Regions from separate parts of the Sus scrofa genome. Here region 1 is linked to region 2. Evidence: chromatin contacts called from public HiChIP or PLAC-seq data. All regions are on one chromosome and are shown on one strand. The core of a region is the stretch at or near the end of the contact, and the rest is flanking DNA. Distances in the headings are between cores, read along the strand shown.

The links. HiChIP or PLAC-seq counts read pairs in DNA pulled down with a chosen protein or histone mark.
Region 1: an H3K27ac HiChIP or PLAC-seq map of alveolar macrophages shows a contact between it and region 2. The contact joins the promoter of PGLS here to the promoter of FCHO1 in region 2. A contact is called at or near these places in 1 of 5 promoter capture datasets (fetal liver) and 2 of 2 datasets of contacts at active chromatin or transcription factors (alveolar macrophages and skeletal muscle).

What each region holds. Positions count from the first base shown.
Region 1 is chr2:60,196,330-60,201,309 of Sscrofa11.1, forward strand. It overlaps PGLS (6-phosphogluconolactonase), which reads right to left and starts at 1,708. Exons shown (of 5, transcript XM_021083556.1): 1 at 969-1,708. The coding sequence starts at 1,256.
Region 2 is chr2:59,988,518-59,993,554 of Sscrofa11.1, forward strand. FCHO1 (F-BAR domain only protein 1) reads right to left here and starts at 1,994. Exons shown (of 28, transcript XM_013987487.2): 1 at 1,906-1,994.

The sequences.
Region 1 (4,980 bases), core at 458-2,957, 210 kb after region 2:
AGGAGACCAGCAGCAAACTTCTATAAAATGAGTTATGGCTATATGCACCTCCCCTTTCAACTTTATGACATATCTTGATAGTCCCCCTCTCCTCTTTGGCACAGTATTTCAGAGCTGTCTGAAATACTGCCTCCTGAGCTATAGTTAAGTGGACAAAAGATATCACAGTTATCTGGTAGTGCAGCCACTCCCAAGGGTGAGCTGGTGAACCCTAAGGGAACTCAGGAAAGAAAGAAAGCAGACTGGCCCACAGCTGAGGTGCCTATCAACGGAGTGATTCCAGTAAAGCCACACACTGACTTCTTCCCATAGAAACTGGTCTTCTGTAAATCAGGTTTCCGTGTAAATCTTTTGTTCTTACTACCAGACCTTTGTTGAAAATTCTCCTATATACCCTAGCGACCTGCCCCTCCCAGCCCCGCCTCCTTGGAGGTTGCTCAGGGCTACCTGAGATGCTGTCTCCCAGGCTTAGGTCCTAATTTTGTTTTTTGCCCCCAATAAAACTTAACTCAGCTTTCAGGTTGTGCATTTTTTTCAAAGTGGACACATACCAGATCCCTCCTGCCTGGCTCTTCTTTCAATGCTTTTGCACGCTACAAGGCTGCTGGCGCCAGAACTTCTTTAGGACCCTGCAATGGAGCACTCTGTTTCACCTCCACGCTTTTGCCCATGCCATTCCCTCTGGCCGGCTACCAGATAAAGCATCAAGGGGCTTAAAGGTCTCCACTGCTCCGCCCAGAGGGCAGTGGAGGTGCCGTCCAGATGGGACCTTGAGGAACCCAGATGACAGTTCCCAGCTCAAGTCCAGACAGAGGCGGGGCACAGTGTGACCCTGCATGACCTCCGTGGCCGGTTTCAGGCGGTGGGCGCAGCCAGCTTGAAATGACCCCCAGGGGCCCCCGTAGCTGCGTTCGTAGGACGGGGGCGGCCCTCTTAACGTGACCCCCAGCGGCCCCCGTAGCTCTCACCCGGTAGAGCCCGTACGTGCTCTCGGCGTGCTCGAAGGGCACCAGGCGCTCGTCGCAGAAGCCCAGAGTCCAGCGCGCGAGGTTGGCGGCCCCGGCCGGGGCAGCGGAGGCGGGCAGCTCGCGGGCCAGCATGGAGACAAGGCTACCGCCTGACAGGCCAAGCGCGAAGCGGCCGCGGGCCCCCGCCAGGCAGCACGCTGCCTGCTGCGCTACCAGTTGCGCCAGCGACGCGCCCAGCTCCTGCGGGCTCGAGAAAACCGAGATGAGGCCGGGGGCCGGCGCGGCCATGGCGGCGGCGGCGGCGGCGGCAGCAGGGAGGCGGAAACCCTCCCGGCAGCCACCAGTGCGTCTGCGCAAAGGCCAGTTCTGCCACACAGCGCTCCCGGCCTTTGGGCGGCTGTCTTAGGCACATGCGCAGTCCCACGAGTGAAGTCCTGGCAGGCCGTGCAGTCTGTCTGGCTGCGCTTCTTTCACTCTGCAGGGTGTTTAAGCTCTATCTTGGGCTGCAGCAGGCTCGCAGTGCGCTCAACTTCCCAGTGTCAGGAGGCGGGGCCGCAGAGGGGAATTCAGAGCATCCAGGCTCCTAGAAGGGGACCTGGGGTGTGATGGAGTGGAGGGAGGAGATGGGAGATTTCCCGGAGGAAGGTGTATTTTTGGTGGACGTTGAAATTCCTGAACCTTCTAACGTGTTTATCTTGGTGTGTGTTGTCTCTCTCTCTCTTTAAAATATAAGCTTGATCCATGAGACGCGTGGTCAATCCCTGGCCTCTCTCAGTGGGTTAAGGATCTGGCGTTGCTGTGAGTTGCGGTGTAGGTCGCAGATGCGGCTCAGATCCCTCCTTGCTGTGGCTCTGGCGTAGGCCGGGGACTACAGCTCGGATTCGATGCCTAGCCCGGGAACCTACATATGCCGCTGGTGCGGCCCTAAAAGCCAAAAAAAAAAAAAAAAAAAAAAAAAAAATATATATATATATATATGTATGCATGTATGCTTGATGAGGCGAGGGATATTTGTTTTGTTCACTGAGTCCTTGAAAGCTCTCTGAACTCAGTTAACAGAATGAAAATAGACTTGTTGAATTTCTCCTGCATATTCTCCCTGGAGACCTCTTTGTGTCTCTGAGGACTCAGAAGCCTCCATCCTGGCTCTGGCCTGGAGAAGTTCCGGAACTGCGGCAAGTGGACCTTGGTTAATAAGATAGAGTATGCAGGGGATAACATGGGCAAGGAGGGCTGGAAGGGGCAGGAGGCCTGGTGGGCCAGGGCAGCCTGACCACATATCAAAGCCAGGGAGTTTAGGAGTGTGTAAGTGCAATGAGATTTGCATGGGTAGTGCATCTTTAAAAGCAGTAGCAAATTAAAACAATTCTATTTACAGCAGCATCAAAGAGAGTACTTAATAAATTTAGCAGAAGAGGTGCAAGACTTGTACCCTGAAAATCAAAACTTTGCTGAAAAAGTTTTTTAAATGATCTAATTAAATGAAAACATATCCCATGTTCACAGATTGGAAGATTTCATAATGTTAAGACAGCAACCCTCCCCAGATTGGCCTATAGCTACAGCACGATCCCTATCAAAATTCCGAGAGACTTTTTTGTAGAAAATGACAAGCTTATCCTAAAATTCATATGGAATTGCAAGGGACCCCAGAATAGCCAAGCCAATCTTGAACTAAATTAGGGGACTCAAACATCTTGATTTCAAGATTACTACAAAGGGAGTTCCCATTGTGGCACAGTGGAACAAATCCAACCAGGGACCATGAGGTTGAGGGTTCAATCCCTGGCCTCGCTCAGTGGGTTAAGGATACAGCGTTGCCCTGAGCTGTGGTATAGGATCCTGCGTTGCTTTGGGTGTGGCATAGGCTGGCAGCTATAGCTCCAATTCGACCCCTAGCCTAGGAACCTCCACATGCCATGGTTACGGCCCTAAAAAGCAAAAAACGAACAAACAAAACACTACAAAGCTACAGTCATCAGTGTGGTATTGGCATAAGAATAGACAACTATATCAGTGGGATAGAGCTGTGATATAAAAGCAGCAAACCATATGTCCATCATCAATGGATCTTCAACAAGGGTGCCAGGACCATTCAAGGGGAAAAAGAATAATCTTTTCAACAAGTGGTAAAGTAGTGGGACAACTAGACTGTCACTTGGAAAAGAATGAAGTTGAACCTCATAGTAGGCGAAATGATGGGCCTGAAATTTGTCCACTTCCTAACTCCTGAAACCTGTGAATGTTAGATCACTTGGCAAGGGGAATTAAGGTTGCAGATAGAATTAGGTTGCTAATCAACTGTCCTTAAAGGAGATTACTTGGGTGGACACAGTGTAATCACAAGGGTCACTAAAAGTGGAAGGAGGACCAGAGAACTGACAGCATGAAACAGACTCAACCCACTGTTGCTGGCTTTGAAGACGGAGGAAGAGGCTATGAGCCAAAGAAGATGGGCAGTATCTAAACACTGGAAAAGGAAAAGGAATGGGTTCTCTCAGAAGCTCCACAGGGAATGTGGCCCTACCAAACCTTGATTTTAGCCAAGTAAAATCCATTTCTGACTTCTTAACCTCCAGGAACTATAAAATAATTGGTGTTATTTTAAACCACTAAGTATGTGGCGATTTGTTACAGCAGCACTAGAAAACTAATACAGATCCCTACCTCACACCATATATAAAAATTAAAATTGATCAAAGACCTAAACGTCAGAGCTAAAACTAAAAAAATTTCTTACAAGAAAACAAATGAGTAAATCTTTATGACCTCGGGTTAGACAATGACTCCAAAAGCAAGAGCAACAAAAGACAGGTAAACTGGTTTCATCAAAATGAAAAACTCTTGTCTTTCAAAAGATACCAAGAAAGGATACCAGGACAGTGAAAAGACAACGCATAGGATGGGAGAAATTTGAAATCATCCATCTTATAATATTTGAGTGTACTGAATATGTTAAGAACTCTTACAACTCTAAAAAGAGAACCCAGGAGTTCCTGTCGTGGCACAGCAGAAACAAATCCGACTAGGAACCATGAGGTTGTGGGTTCAATCCCTGGCCTTGCTCAGTGGATTAAGGATCCTGCATTGCCATGAGCTGTGGTGTAGGTCGCAGATGCAGCTTAGATCTGATGTTTCTGTGGCTGTGGTGTAGGCCAGCAGCTGTAGCTCTGATTCAACCCCTAGCCTGGGACCCTCCATATGCTATGGGTGAAGTCCTAAAAAAGCAAAAACAAACAAAAAAACCCAAAAACAACAACAACAAAAAATACAAGATACTACTCCATACCCACTAGAATGTCTCCAATAAAAAAATAAGTGCTGACGAGGTTGTGGGAAATCGGAACATTCAACCACCGCTGCTGGTGGGAATAAAAAACAGTGCAGTCACCTTGGAAATCAGCCTGGCAGTTCCTCAACAGTTTAAACATAGAGTGTGTTTAACCATAGTGTGACCTAGGAGTTCCCGTTGTGGCTCAGTGGTTAATGAATCCGACTAGGAACCATGAGGTTGCAGGTTCGATTCCTGGTTTCGCTCTGTGGGTTAAGGATCTGGCATTGCCATGACCTTTGGTATAGGTTGCAGACACAGCTTGGATCCCGCATTGCTGTGGCTCTGGCGTAGGCTGGCAGCTACAGCTCCAATTAGACCCCTAGCCTGGGAACCTCCATGTGCTGCGGGAGCGGCCCAAGAAATGGCAAAAAGACAAAAGAAAAACCCATAGTGTGACCTAGCATTTCCACACCTAGGTTTATACTAAAAATTAAGGACAAATATTCACACAAAACCTTTTTCATAAATGGTCATAGCAGCATTACTTACAATTGCCAAAAAGTGGAAATAACTCAATGTCTACCAACTGGTGAACAATTAAACAAAACATGATCTATCCATATAATAGTATGTTATTTGGCCATAAAAAGGAATGAATGAATGAATCTTAAAACCATGACAAGTAAAAGTAGCCTTGGAGTTCCCACTGTGGCTCAGCAGTAACAAACTTGACTAGTA
Region 2 (5,037 bases), core at 744-3,243:
TGTCTCAACTCAGCCATCGCCCTCAAGAAGGCAAGTGAAGCAACAGCCCCGTGTCTCACAGTGACCGGCCATGAATGGCATCTAAGCTCCCGCTCAGGAATTATTCAGTCTTCTCCACTGCTCCCCTCCCTCTCCATCACTTTACTTGGCAAACACCTATTGAGCACCAACTGTGTACCTGAATCCCTAGCTCTGAAGACACCGCAGGCGACACATTTGCAGACCTCCCCTCTCCTACCCCTGCCCCTACCTGTGCCATCTGTGACCCCATTTGTGCTCAGTGACATTGTAATTAGTATTATAATTACAATATGTTAACGATTACAGTATTATAATGATCATGTCTGCATTTACAGCACCCCCACTTTCTGAGTCGCCTCTGACCTTCCAAGGGGGATTCATCCTGTTTCACAGCAGAATACACCAAACTGCAGGTGGCAGAGCCACATGCAGGAGAGATGGATTTGAACCCAGAAGTGGTGGGCTCCCAGCTCCACTACAGGGATGGAGCTCCAGGTGGGAGGCACTGGGGAGAACCAGTCCCAGTGCCTCCCACCTCTTCCTGCTCTGGATCCCGCCCAGGAACTGGCTTGCCCCTGGTGTAGGTGAAGGTATGTGGGTCAAGGTGTGCCCCAGGCAGTCCCGCCGGTGTGACCAGGGAGGCAGAGTCCCTATTCCGATGATGGCAGCTTGGTAAGATGTTTTATTGTCTGGCAGAGCAACCCCTCCAGCAATGCCAGAGTGTGACTATCAACCCATTTGCAGTGCAGTAAACTGAGGCTCAGAGGCCAGCAAGCCATTGCTCTCTCACCTCCAACTCCCAACATCTAAAGCAAAAGAGTGGAGTCACAATTTGACAAAAGATGGGGTGGGTGGGTTTGAGAATCTGTAGAATACAGGCTCCAAGCCTCCAACCCCATTTTCAAATGAAAAAACCAAGGCTCAGGAAGGTCTGTCACCTGCCCAAGGTCACTAGAGAGGCAAGTCCATCCAAAGCCATGTCCTGGTCCCCACTGCGGCTGGGGCGGGCGAATTCTGGGATATGAGGCAGATGGAGGGGCTGCCCACCCCCTAACCCTCCTCCGCACCCCACTTGCATTCAGCCTCCAGCAAGATCCTGATTTACCTCGATTTATTTTAATCTCTGGGAACAGATGCTGGCTGCCTACCCCCCCCCCCAAACCGACTGAAGCAGGGACCACCCCCAAGTCCACGCTTCAGGACCTTCCAGGCATGGCCTGGCCTGTGGCTACCAGGTAAAGGACCCCACACTGACCCCTCCCCAAAATTCCAGCCTTGAGGTTCCTGCAGAAGATGCTAGTGAAACGCCACCCCGCCCCCGACCCGCCCCATCCTTGTGGTAGGGGGCTGGAAAAGGACACTCAAGAGGAGGGGCCAGGGGACCCCTTGCTTTTTGGCCAGGCCTAGATAGGGGTTCATAGCAGAGAAAAGGAGGAAGGGGTTCCTCATCTCTTTACCCAGGGGTCTGCAGACCGGTGCTGAGAAGAAGGAATTTGGGGGTGGTCTCCATTTCGGTTGTCCTGGTCCTAAGCTGGAGAGAGAGAGGCATCCCCATTTTGCAGCCCCGGAACCTAGACCTAGATCCAGGCTTAGAATAAAGGGATTTGGGGAGGGGTCTTGCTTTATAGCTGCCCGGATGCACGCTCCAGTTCTAGGCCAGGAGATGGAAGGTTTGGGAGCGGCCTCTATCTCCCTCCGCGGACCCCCGATTATGGCCCGGGGTAGGACCGGGTGCCCACAGCGCAGCCCCCCACCCCCTGTTCGCCATCCCTCACGCCCAGCCGCGCCTTTGACCTCCGGGACCCGCAGGGCCGCCAGACACGATGCGCCTGGGGTACTGCGCATCCAAGAGGGTTTCGGGGGTGTCTCCCGGGCAGCACTCACCTCCCGAACTCGGGCCGAGCCCCGCGCCCGCGGCCACCTGCGGCTCGGTCGCTGACACCCGAGCCTGCCCCGCCCCTCCCTCCGCGGCTGCGGCGCGGCCACAGGATGGCTCCGCCCCTGGGGCGTGGTCGAGAGAGTCCCCACCCCCACGGCGGCCTGGGAGGCAGGGGCGGGTTCTGAGTGCTCGCGGCCAGCCATTGGGCCATTTAGGCGGCCAGCTCCTTCAGCCCAGTGCACTGATTGGCTGAGTCAGAGAAGCGGCTCTTTTTTTAATCTATCCCCCACAACCACCCGCAATTATTTGCATAATTTAAAGCGATAAGTCCTGCTCCGTCCACCTGACACCGGGTGGGAAGGGTGACTACAGTTTATTGAGTGTGCCAAACACTAAGAAGGACTCCTTTGACTCCCTCCTAAAAGTCTGTGAGCAGGACATTATTGATTTTCATTTTACAGATGGGGAAACTGAGGCTCAGAGAAGACTCCAGTAGGCCACACAGCAAGTACACAGCCTTCTGAGGCTGAATGCTCAGGATCTGGCCCCAGGGGTGGGGAGACCATCCTTTTTTTTTTTTTTTTTTTGGTCTTTTCTAGGGCCGCACCCGCAGCATATGGAGGTTCCCAGGCTAGGGGTCCAATCAGAGCTGTAGCCACCATCCTACGCCAGAGCCACAGCAACTCCAGATCCGAGCCCTGTCTGTGACCTACACCACAGCTCACTGAGCAAGGCCAGGGATCGAACCCACAACCTCATGGTTCCTAGTCGGATTCGTTAACCACTGAGCCACCATGGGAACTCCCGGGGAGAACCATCCTTAACAATGTTGTTAACATCACAAATCTGAAAGGCTCAGGTGCCTTGCCTTCAACTGAGTTCTCATAAAATGAGATTTATACAGTGCCTGTCTCCATCCACCCTCCACTTGGATACCGAGCTGATCTGACTGCCTCCAGGCCTGTCCTCCACCAACTTCCTCAGCTTAGAAAGGCGTCTCAGGAACCTGGCCAGAGGCCTGGAATTCCCGAGGAGTCTCCTCTTCCTTTCATCATCCACGTTGGTCCTGCTAGCCCTGTGACTCTGAAACACCCCAAATTTACTCATTTTTCTGTAACCTGTAGTGACCTGAGCCCAGGCCTAGTCATCTCCAGTCTTGACGCTGCCCGGGCTTCCTACTTGGACCTCTGGTTGCCTCCACCTCTGCCCCAGACAATCCATGTTCCCCATGGCAACTACAGGGTTTTTTAAAAGTAAACTTAAAAATTTTTTTTTTTTTTAGGGCTGCACCTGTGGCACATGGACGTTCCCAGGCTAGGGGTCAAATAGGAGCTGCAGCCTAAACCGCAGCCACAGCAATGCCAGATCCCAACCACATCTGCAACCTATGCTGCAGCTTGTAGCATCAGGTTCTTGACCCACTGAGCCACAACGGAAAATCCTAAAAAGTTTTTTTATTAAAGTATAGTTGATTAACAGTGTTCTGTCAATTTCTGCTGTACATCAAAGTGACGCAGTGTATGTATATATTCATATATATTCTTTTACCCATATTATCTTCCATATGTTCTATCCCAAGAGATTGGATAGTTCCCTGTGTTGTTCAGCAGGACCTCATTACCTATCTATTCCAAAGGTAATAGTTTGCATCTACTAACTCCAAACTCCCAGTCGATCCCACTCCCCTCCTACCCCCCCCCCCGCTTTGGCCGCCACAAGTCTGTTCTCTTATGTCTGTGAGTCTATTTCTGTTCTGTAGATAGGTTCATTTGTGCCATATTTAAGATTCCACGTATGTGATATCATACAGTATTAGTCTTTCTCTTTTTGATTTACTTCACTTCATATGAGAATCTCTGGTTGCATCTATGTTACTGCAAATGGCATTATTTCATTCTTTTATGGCTGAGTAGTACTCCATTGTGTATGTGTATCACATCTTTATTCATCTGCCAATGAACTTTTAGGTTATTTCCATGTCTTGGCTGTTGTGGATAGTGCTGCTGAGAACATAGAGGTGCATGTTTTTTTCCTTTCTTTTTTTTTTTTTAGGGCCAGACGTGTGGCATTTGGAGGTTCCCAGCTAAGGGTCTAATCGGAGCTGTAGCTGCCTGCCTACACCACAGCAACGCCAGATCTGAGCCTCGTTTGCGACCTACACCACCCTCATGGCAATGTTGGATCCTTAACCACTGAGCGAGGCCAAGGATTGAACCCGCAACCTCAGGGTTCCTAGTCAGATTCATTTCCACTGCGCCACAACAGGAACTCCACATGTATCTTTTTGAATAAAAGTTTTGCCTGGATACATGCCCAGGAGTAGGATTGCTGGATCATATGATAGTTCTATATTTAGTTTTCTGAGCAACCTCCATACTGTTTTCCACAGTGGTTGTACCAATAAAAATAAACTTTTAATTTTAGAATAGTTTTCCATTTACAGAATTATTGAGAAGATAATACAGCAAGTTCCTGTGTATCCCACACTCAATTTCCCTTATTATTAACATCTTATGTTAGTATGGTCCATTTGTCACAATTAGTATACTAATACTGAGACATTAATTAAAATATATACATTGTTCATATTTTTCTCAGTTTCTCTTCATGTTCTTTTTTTGTCCCAAGATCCCATCCAGGATCATCTTGTCATCATGTCTCCTCAGGCTCCTCTGGGCGAAGACAGTTTCTCAGACTTTCTTGGCTTTGATGACTGTGACAGTTTTGAGAACTAGTCAGGTGTTTGTAGAATGACCCTCGATCAGGATTTTTAAAAAATTTTGTTTCAAGTTGAACTATATTTGACCTATAACTGGGTAAATTTAATGTGTAGAACATGTGGATTTGATACTTTTTTTCTTTTTCTTTTTCTTTTAAAGCCACACCCACAGCATATGGAAGATCCCAGCATATGGAAGTTCCCGGGCCAGGGCCTGAGCCACAGCTGTGGTGACGCCAGATCCTTTAACCCATTGTTCTGGGCCAGGATCGAACCTGCACCTCCCCAGCAACCGGAGCTGCTGTAGTCAGATTCTTAACCCACTGGGTCATAGCAGGAATTCCTGATTTGATACATTTCTGTATTGTAATATGATTGCCCACAATTGGAATTTGTCTGATGTTTTTCTCTGGATTAA